Regions from separate parts of the Capsicum annuum genome. Here region 2 is linked to region 1. Evidence: chromatin contacts called from public Hi-C data. All regions are on one chromosome and are shown on one strand. Each heading gives the region's core, a stretch centred on a gene start, on an enhancer-like site or on the middle of the called end of the contact. The rest is flanking DNA. Distances are from core to core; before and after follow the strand shown. Region 1 overlaps LOC107839060 (a long non-coding RNA gene). Region 2 holds the start of LOC107839067 (E3 ubiquitin-protein ligase AIP2).

What was found. Hi-C and Micro-C count contacts between places; a contact is called where the count stands out from the background.
Region 2: a Hi-C map of bud shows a contact between it and region 1, with 3 times the contacts expected there. The contact joins the promoter of LOC107839067 here to the enhancer-like site in region 1. A contact is called at or near these places in 3 of 5 Hi-C or Micro-C datasets (bud, leaf and placenta).

What each region holds. Positions count from the first base shown.
Region 1 is chr8:112,854,686-112,860,301 of UCD10Xv1.1, reverse strand. It overlaps LOC107839060 (a long non-coding RNA gene), which reads left to right. Exons shown (of 3, transcript XR_001664997.2): 2 at 495-545; 3 at 817-1,512. Among protein-coding and RNA genes, the nearest start is that of LOC107839060, 4.8 kb to the left of the region's middle. Within about 2 kb of position 3,546, at least 3 of the 5 cell types and tissues checked have an H3K27ac peak or open chromatin away from gene starts, as enhancers often do. A contact at or near this core is called in leaf, where this site is marked.
Region 2 is chr8:112,947,808-112,953,173 of UCD10Xv1.1, reverse strand. It overlaps LOC107839067 (E3 ubiquitin-protein ligase AIP2), which reads right to left and starts at 3,259. Exons shown (of 5, transcript XM_016682416.2): 1 at 2,930-3,259. The coding sequence starts at 3,070.

The sequences.
Region 1 (5,616 bases), core at 2,297-4,796:
GGACCTAACGTAGACAAAGATAACGGCAGAAACTACGACACCTAAAACCTCATCTTCTTCACCTTGAATCAGCTACCAACGCACACAGTTGGGGAAATGAACTGGACTGATTCGCCAGATTCCCTGCTTGCTGACAAGTGTATTCTTCTCATTTTGGAGTCATCAATGGTCGAAATTACTTAAAATAGCCTCCAAGAGGCTACAGTTTCTTAAAACAAGGCAAGAAAATTTTAGACGTGAAATATTTGTAACCATAAACGATAACATTCATATCCAGATGTGTAAATTGAATGTCCTGGTACTTTTGTGTAAGTTTTGTGTAAAGTACTGGTACTTTTGCGTAAGTGGTCTCCCTCCTTTTCTAACTCTTTCAACTTCTTCATTTAAACTGGTATGCAGATTTTTCAATTCGTTCTTCCCAATACCCTGCTTTTTGGAGTTGTGACTAGTTTCTCCTACTCTTTCTTGTCTAACACAGCATTTCTCTCATCCAGTTTCATGAGAAGAACTAGCATTTCCTTTCCGAAGCCCACAAAAGCTACTCCGTAAGTATTGCTTAACTCCAGTATATGTGAATTGACCCAATCTGAAGCTGTCGATTCATTCTCTTCCCGTTCGCATTGACTTTGTGTAATAACTGCGTTAAGATCATGAATTTGTTTAATCTGCAAATTTGGTTCATTTGAGTTATTTTTGGGTCTGCTATCCTGCTATTCAATTCCTTCTTGTTGTCTGCGTGCCTTAGAGATAACAATACTTTGTGTGCTCTCTCCTCTACATGTATGTTTGGATCTAACCTTGTTGGAGTTTTTTCAGGTGAAGCTCGGCCCTTCGTAATTGTAGAAGAGTATTTCCATTCCGTATACGCTTTGAGGAACTTCGAGACTAATTGTTTTAACTATGTTAATTCTCCAAAAGGAACCCCCTGCTCCTCACATGCTTCTTTAGAAAGAGCACTGGGTCACCCCTTTACCCTTTAAATTTTGCTTCAAAATCTACTGGGTATTGGAGTTGCTTGTGTGTTATCTTCTCTTGCCACCACTCTCGCCGGTATCTTTCCAGAGACTGTCCTGGTGTACTAAATATTGCGTGTAACATTGGCAAAGTATTAGTTGTGTTTCATACTTGTATTAGATGTGAAAATTGTATGTTGGAGTGCTCTAGAAATCGTTCAAATTTTTATAAGCTTGTAACAGAGTTCCCTACCAAAATGTCAGAGGGTGATTATCTTTCTCTATTGAGCCTCTTACTGCACCATTACTAGCCTCAATTATGCTTTGTCATAGGCTTATTTGTGAAGCTTAAATATTCTTTTATGCTACTGGGAGCCTGGACTAATTGCAGCATCGATATAACAGGATGTAGACCATCAGGGAATTAGGAGTATAGAGATCCTTTTATTTCTGAAATGCAGCTATCTCTAATAGATTGGATAAAAGTGCATCATGTTCTTGATTCTGTATGTAAAGTAATTTGAATACTGGAAACTAAATTATTCCTTTCTCTTTTTGATTTTGTTTCTTGATTTAGTTTTCGTGAATTATATTTCTTGGATTCATATTTTTCTGTTTTTCTCCACGTCTTTCTTTTTGGTATGTGTACATACAATGATTCTTGTCAGTTTCTTTACATTTTTCTTCTACATTCAAGTGTATGATTGTTAAATATCAGTATTACTGTATGGTCCGTTGAAATGGTCTGTTGAGGCAGTAAGGCAGTATGATATGGTCTGTTGAGGCAGTATGATATGCCAAAACCATTGTTTAACTGATACATTATGATGACAAAATATCAGCAAGACAAAAATATTCAAGAATCTCAAATTATGTTGAAGTTTGTTGTTCGATTTCGGACCTTATGTTGGTTGATCTTCCCAATGATTTTCATGTTTGCCTACCACCTGAGATTTGTTTGATAGTAAATTGGAAATGTAATTCTTCCGTGCTCTCGATTTTCTTTTACTAATTTGTATAAATAATTTATTCATTTGCAATTAAGATTGTTTATGTTCTTATTTATAGGTGCTCTTCTATGTTCTAATTGAAAATTAAATATGTTATCATTTAAGTGCTAATTGAGATTATGTTTTCTCTTTTTATAGATGTTCAAAATGAAAGAGGAGATGAAGAAAGTGATGAAGAAATTGACCTTACTTGAGAAAATTTTTGAATTATTGATAGATATTTTAGTATCGATCTTTTTGATATTGAATTTTGTGAAACTTATCGCCACTCGAACTTGATACTTTATAGAAAAATTAATGACCGTTTGACTTTAACATTTTGCTTTTGGATTTAGATTACTAGTTTGTTGATATTTTAATTTGAATTATTATTAATGAAAGATTTTATTGTGATGTGTATATATAATTGTGTATTAATATAATTCTCTCTCTATATATCAATTGGTATTTGAACTAGCTGCAATAATAGGTGGCAAAAAAAATTACAAAAGATTCGAAAATCGTTGCAATAGGTGTCAAAAATCGTTGCAGTAGGTAGTAAAAAACCGTTGCAAAAGATCAATAATTGTTGCAATAGGATTATTGCAACGCTTTTTTGTCGTTGCAATAGAGTCTATTGCAACGGTTCTTCACCGTTGCAATATAGTCTATTGCAACAGTTAGTAACCATTGCAACAGTTTTTGTAACCGTTGCAAATGTCGTTGCGATAGGCCTATTCCCACATCCACATATGCAACGCATATAAAACCGTTGTATAGCAACGATTTTTATATCTATCGCAATGATTTTTGAACTGTTGCCATAGGGTAATTTCTGGACCGTTGCCATAGGGTAATTTCTAGTGATGAATGAATCCGACTCAATAGATATTTTCAATATGAATGTTACACTAGATTATTTAATATTTATGCTGGTGGAATGTATAGCAGGCTGATAGCTAATAATTGCCTCATCTTTTACCATCCATTGACTCATATATCGAGAAAAGAAAATGATTTTGAGATTGAATCGCACATGATGGGCATAGAAAAGATTATTGCAACCTCAAGGGGTTCGGTAAAAACTACTGCAGGCTTAATTAATTGATTTGTCCAGGGCTAAATATTCATATCCACTAAAATTAAAAGCAACTTCTTGTAGTAAAGTGGTTGCAAATCGCAATATGCAATGATCAAGTGAATTTCAGAAAATGAAGTAAATAAAAAGACTCTAATTTAATTGCATTTGACTTAAGAAAGGGAGGAAAAAAAAAAAGTAAAGCCAAACCTAAAATTTGTCAATTCCAAGTAAAGCAAACTCTTTGCCTGCAGTTGAGGAATCTATGCCTCGTGTTGAACCTAGCTTTTTTCATATTATACTAATGTGTGTACTTTGGTAGTTGTCTTTTGGTTTTGTCCATTCTTGTGCTTTTAAAAGTCAAATACTTGGACAACAGAATCCAAAGCCAACCCATAATTTCCTTTTTCCAGTTTCTCCTTCTACTATATAATTTGTTTATTAGCTTTTGTTGGTTTATAATTGACTTTGGATGCTCGAGTCTGAAGATGACCACTAATATATTTTATTGATTGAATTGGAATAAAGCCATCAATTACGATATCTTTTGGTCCAAAATTTCCATTCCCTGATGTACGTGTTATACTCCCTCTTACTTTAACATAATTTCCTTCCGGTTCATTACATAGACATTAATTAAAATATAATTTAATTAAATTATTTTTATTTATTCTTTGATCTTAATTTATTATTTATTTTTTGATATATTAATTTAACCGTACCTGTAACATTTGATTATTTAAAATTAAATAATTTTATCTATTAAGGAGATTTTTAATGAAGTGTAAAAGTTCAAATTACTTTTCAAATATCCTTCATACTTTAATATAATAATATAAATATAAACATATATTTTAGTGTAAACACATATATATCTCACCACCAGAAGTTTCAAGTCATTGATGAAGCATCACTTTTGCATTTGTTATGCAATACCTCTTTCTCTTACTGCTAGAAGATAAAAGAGACACATCAATTTAAATCATATTATTTATATTAATGTTATTTTTCTTTTTTTTTTTCTATATTTAAAATCTTTCCTTGTTTTTGAAGTCAAATCTATACAAAATCATTGATTACATTTTTATTACGTAATTAAAACTTTTAAATTTTGGTATTTCTTAAATTTTCTTATTCTAACATTTTTATATTTATTTCTAGATTTTTCAAATTTTCTTAAAATCAAAATTAGTTGATTTAAAATTCTTAAACTAAGGAAAAAAAATTAGTTGTCATTAATTTTGATGACTTCTAATAAGAAAAGATTTTACCATAAATAATTTAATTAATTTTTAACTCTTAAATATTAGAAAAAAAATAGTGATTGTCTAAAACAAAAACATTTAATAAAGGCCAAAAAGTTCAAACAACATTTTTAAAGCTTTTCACATTTATATATATATATATATATATATATATATATATATATATATATATATATATATATATAGATTATAGATTATAGATTAATCTTTATCCACGTTTATTAAGGATAAAGATAGGAACAAATAATTACTTCCTTCGCCTCATATTAATTAGTCGTCTTATTAAAAATAGTTGTTCCATATTAATTGATCACTTTACTAAATTAAGAAAGCATTAATTAATTTTTTTTCCATATCACCCTTGTAATTAATGTTTTTTGAAAATATTCACACTTGTTTATAAAGTTCTCAAAAGAATTTTTAAGCGACGAATTTATAAAATTGTCTTTTTATTTATGATGTCTTAATCACCATATAAAAATAAAATGTGTCCAGTTAATATGACACAGAGAAAGTAATTATATCTTAATTTTTTAAAATAATAATTAATTTTTTGAAAATATTATTTGACCTTGTTGACATGACACACTAAGAAAGGTCTAATTAGAGATGCATGAATTAACTAAAATCTCTTTTTTTTTTCCCAACAAATGTAAATATTACTTTCCCGTTTTGAAAAGAATGATCTATTTTAACTTTATATGGAGTTTAAGAAAATAAAGAAAGAGTGAATTTTATGGTCATAACTAAAGTTGTGTCAAATATATTAAAATATTTTTTAAATCTTGTGATCTTAAACATATCAGATAAAAAGTTAAAATTAAAATCTGCAAAAAAAAAAAAATAATTCTTTTTAAAATGAACTAAAAAAAGTAGATTATTATTTTTAAAACGGAAAATATACAATAAACAAATAAAGAATAAAGAACAAGTAGTACAAACTACTGAGCACCATACCATCACGCAATTTGTAGTGATGAGTGGCAGGGGTGACTCTACTCCTTTAAAGAAAAAAAGGCGACCATGTAAAGCCTCAAATTTAATAGGGTTCCTCTATTTTTTTTTTTTTATAGGAATACAACAACAACAATAAACCCAGTGTATTCCCACCTAGTGGGGTCTGGAGTGTAAAGTTCAATGAAGAAATTTAGGGACTTTGACTTCGTAATACTCTGCCTGACTCTTGAGAAACTCTTCGAGTTTCTTTGACTAATTCTGCTCCCGGTGGTATTGTAACTATGGAATATGTTAAGAGTGGTGTCTTGAATGAAGAGATGAGAAAAAGATCTCAGGCCTTATCTTCTTCATCTTCACACTCTAATATTTTGGTT
Region 2 (5,366 bases), core at 2,010-4,509, 93 kb before region 1:
TGTTCAAGCCGTTTGGTTATTGTGGTTGTAACATTGTTGTTCTTCATTTTTATTGTCATAATCTAGTTTGGTTTGCTCCTGGAAATTAGGTCTTAAACACCTCATTACATGGTGTTCTTGTTGTGTTCTTAAATCCGAGAAGGGTCACCAAAAGAGGTCCATAGTTCCTTGAACTAGTGGACTGTTTTGTTGTTTGTTTTCTTGTGTTCTTGGGCTGTCTTGTATCAAACTCGGTGCAGCTCCCGCTAAGCGCAGGGTCCGGGGAAGGGCCAAATCACAAGGGTCTATTGTACACAGGCTAACCCTACACATGGGGTTAAATAATCAGTTATCAAAATCTATTGCTGTAAACTCTCTCAAAGAAGAATAATGGATGAAGAAGTGTTTGACAAAAGAACTAGGCATAGAGATAGAGCAGCTACTAACTAGCCTATACTAAACCACTTGCTTAAGTTAAATGTTTTTTCAGAAGGAATACAACCCCTTACTTGTAAACGAGGATGTCTCTGAAAAAAATACACTGGTCACTTTCTCACTACACACTTCTCTGTGTTTATTAATAAAAGAATATGTGGACCAGTTCCCTTTCGTGGATTGACCTATTATGAATTCTCTTTCCGAAAGAGATCAATTGTTTAATTTCTCCATGCTGATATTAATTGGGACCTAAACCATCTACTAAGAGTTGGAACGAAAAAAGTTCCACTTACTGCATGAAAGCGGCTCTTCATCATAGTTACAAATATGTGCTAGCTTAATCAATTGGATATTATAAAAAGCACAGAATAGTCTATGTAGATAAGCTATCTCATTTTTGTAACAAAAAACAAGACTAAAATCAACAACTCGGTTGATCATCTTCCTATTAAAAGTAAACCTCAAAACTCTACTACCCTATTCCAAACCTTCATAGTGTGACTCAACAACTTGATACCCCTATAGTTGTTGCAACTCTGAATGTCACCCTTGTTCTTATATAATGAAATCATCGTACTCCATCTCCAGGATTCGGGCATCTTCGCTGTCCTAAAGCTAACGGTAAACAACTCAACCAGCCACTCCACACCTACCTGCTAGTGCTCTTACAAAAATCCACCAGAATCTCATCTAGCCCAGTCGCCCGACCCCTACTCATCCTACGAATAACACCCTTGACCTCCTCAACCTTTATACGCCTACAACAATTGTAATCGTGACACCTCTCTGAGTGCTCCAAGTCCCCAGTTATTGAACTCACATCATCACCTACCACTCTTCAATCCATTCCCACTCCATATGACCGTGTAAACCTTGTTTCCACTATTTGTTAATTATAAAGCTACCAGGTATCACCGATCAACACTCCCCCATCCCGCCGAACACTAATATTACATTCGACCAAATTTATGTCCAACCATACACTAGAAAAGGATATTTCACATTCTATAAAACAAGGATCAATTAAGTGTTTAATGTTTTTTTTAAATAACTATAGTGTCCAAGTAAGGAGGTATGTAAGAGGGATAAGTTCAAGTATCTTGGGTCCGTGATTCAGAGTAATGGTGAGATTGACGAGGATGTCTCGCACCGTATTGGGGCGGGATGGATGAAGTGGAAACTCGCGTCGGAGGTGCTGGGTGATAAGAAGGTGCCGCCCAAGCTTAAAGGCAAATTCTACAGGGTGGTAGTCCGTCCGGCCTTGTTGTATGGAGCGGAGTGTTGGCCAGTTAAGAACTCCCACATCCAAAAAATGAAGGTGGCAGAAATGCGGATGTTGCGCTGGATATGTGGGCTGACTAGAGGGGATAGAGTTCGGAATGAGACTATCCGGGAGAAGGTTGGTGTGACTTCAGTGGAGTGCAAGATGCGGGAAGCACGATTGAGATGGTTCGGACACGTGAAGAGGAGGGGCATGGATGCCCCGGTCTGTAGGTGTGAGAGGCTAGCGTTGGATGGTTTTAGGCGGGGTAGGGGTAGGCCGAAGAAGTACTGAGGTGAGGTGAGGTGATTAGGCGGGACATGGAACAGTTACAGCTCACCGAGGACATGACCCTAGATAGGAAGATCTGGAAGACGCGAATTACGGCAGAGGATTAGGGCCAGTTTGGGTCGCTAGTGTAGGGAATTACTTGGTGGGGGTTTTATTCCTGTTATGATTCCGTGTTTCGTGTTCCATGTTTTATTACGAATCTGTGTGCTTTTCTCTGCTTTCCTCTGTTTTATAATACTTATGGGTGCCGTATGTATGTTATGTAATCTGCTTCTGTGCTTTACTATGTGTTTGTGTGGTATCTCATGCCTTGAGCCAGGGGTCTTTCGGAAACAGCCTTTCTACTTCATCAGAGGTAGAGGTATGGACTGCGTACATCTTACCCCCAGACCCCACTAGGTGGGAATACACTGGGTTTGTTATTGTTGTTGTTGTATAGTGTCCAAACAAGCTTGCATGCACGTCGACTAATTCCAAGGGATATTTATCACCCCCCCCCCCCACCAGCCCTAGGTACCACATAACTTTTCTACCAAAGCTAGAATAAATGGAAATAAATCATCTAGTATTTTTGTCTCAGCTCGAAATTGAACCTGACACCTCATGCGTAATTTCTAATGGCATAGATCCCAATTCCTCAACCAACTTGATTATTTTTGAAGCAAACTATTCTCAATCATTCAGCTCCGACAAGTGAAAGTCGCAGCTAGTTTACTTTTTTACAGCTATCCAAACTAATGTATACTCAAAAACGAAAATAAGTAATCAAAATTCCCGGTAACAAAAGAAAAAAACCACAACAAAAACGTTTAATCAAATATTAATCCTTTTTCCCTTAATTTATCTGCTTTTCTTCATTAGTTGGGTAAAGCAAAAACACACGAAAAAAAAAATAATAAATAAAAGAAGAACAAATTACATAAATAAATGAGTAATAAAAGGAAAAGGGGTAATATTTACCGAATTACGAAGAGAAGGGGAAGCAGAAGGATAGTATTGAAGAAGAAGAGATCTAATGGAGGAAACTGCTTCCTCAAACATTTGTTTCTTTCCTAATTGCTTCTGCAATTCTTGAAGCTTTTGCTTTAATTCTTCTTCCATTTTTGCTTTTGCTTAATTCAATTAACTTTCAGTTCTGATTTATATTTTTTATATAGCTCTCTGTCTTGCGGAGGGGGAAATTGAAATCGGCTTTCCGTGTCATGTCCAAAATTGTCCCTTATCTTTCGTTCCAGGATCAAAATACTTTCTTATTCTTTTATATAGCGAGTATTAGGGGTTGTTTGGTTTGAGGTATAAAAAATTCAAGGATAAGTTATTTTGGGGTAAAATAAAAGATTATTTAATTTTTTGTTTGATTGGAGGGATTAATCTTATCTGGGATAACTTATTCCATCATTTTTCTTTTAGTGGTGGGATAACTTATCCTATATACATGGTGGGATAAATTATTTTGGGTAATCCCAGAATAATTAATTTTGGTATTAGTTATTTCGAGATAATAATTTCCCAACCAAACAGTCCCTACGAGTCCTCTTTTTTGTTAAACCTAGTTTAGTATACGTGCATTGTACGTATATTTAATATTAAAAAAAATAGTTACATGTATTTGTTTGTCTAATGTTCAAATATTTATTTATAAAAAAATATAACATTATTCGAATACGAACATAATTTATATGAGGTGATTGATATTTTAATTTATTTGAATTAATGTGAAGGCTTTCTTGAAGTTCTAAATATTAAAAAATTAATGAAATAATAATATTGTCCATTATGAAATTTATTTTTAAAAAAGATAAAAAGAAGATGAATGTTTCACTGCATAACAGACATCAGAGAATGTTCTTAAAAAATTTCATTGCGTAAAAGATATCAAATGCATTCGAAAATAGTCCTAAAAAGTTGATTTGTTACTCAAACTACTTGGACAATCTATTACTTCCTACACATATTAAAATGAATTACTTACTTTTTTTTTAATCGAATTATAATTAAAAAATAGGAGAACTTACACAAATCTCTGAATCTTTAAATGATATTACATTTTCTCCCAATTATTTGGTTAATTACATCTTATCCCGATTTTTTGGAATCATGATATATATATTATAAGGTCATACATATAAAAAGTGATACATTTAAAACTGACAAAATATTTATTTAAGAAAGTAACATATTCTCGTTTATTATTTTAGGAAGTAACTGGTTCTCTTTTATTCTGTGAAGAAAATCACGCACAATCGGTTGCACAATGAATTAATGAGATTCCAATTCCACCAACCAACTTTCAAATTTCAATTGGTGACCGCAAGTTGAGAATATCTATGGCTACTTCAAATGCATCCTCTCCTATTCTCTCTTCATCACCAGAAAATGAATCTCAACAAGCAGATTCCTTGTCTTCCCCCATGGTATTGAAGTTTGATGATATCTCTGCTAATTCGATACCGAAAAAAAAGGAATATCCAATAGATATGTCTTTCCCTGATATCAAAAACAGTATATATTCAATTGGCAAGTTCCGCATATCAAGAACAGTATATATTCAATCTACGCCAATTTTGGACAGTGAAACGTCGGAGTTGCAGATTCGTACAACGTCGCCGACGGAAGTGAATGAAGAAGAGAAGTAGGAGAAAAGGAATTATTATTTGAATACATGATACATCTGAAAATTTGAATTATTATTTGGCGGCGGATGATTACTATGTGATACATCTGAAATATGTGATACATTTGGTTGTATTTCTATGATTTTTATATGATTCATATTAAATATTTATGAAAGTTTTATGATTCATATTAATATTGTCTGCATTAGTTTAAAGAAATTATCTGTTATATTAGTGATACATTTTTATAGTTGAAATAAATGTATGTATCATCAATAATCCAACCGCAAATGTATCACTCATACATTGTCAATACAAATATATCTCCAATAATCTAATAGAAAATGCTTCACTCCTACACTATCAACAAATGTATCACTATATACTGATAAGAAAAGTATCATTCATATGAATCACCGTTACACTATGAAAATGTATCCAGAAAATTAATATTTTTATATATGTATCAATTGGATTAACAAAAAAATATGTATCACCGACAAATTTCATACTAATATTAACTTAAACATGTATGAATAACAAAATAAGTTTATATATGTATCAATCAATTTTTTCTAAAAAAAAAAAAGTGGGAGAGATTTTAGGAGAGGAAATTGTGAAAAAAAAAATAGCTGCATGCTTTAATGGAGGATAGCAAATCGGGAAGGAAGATCCTTGTCCATCTAATGATTTTCATGTTTGGACTTTGACTATTGAAAATTTTACAACCTAACATTTATATTGTAAATACTTATTTTTAAAAAAATTTAAAAATATGTGTA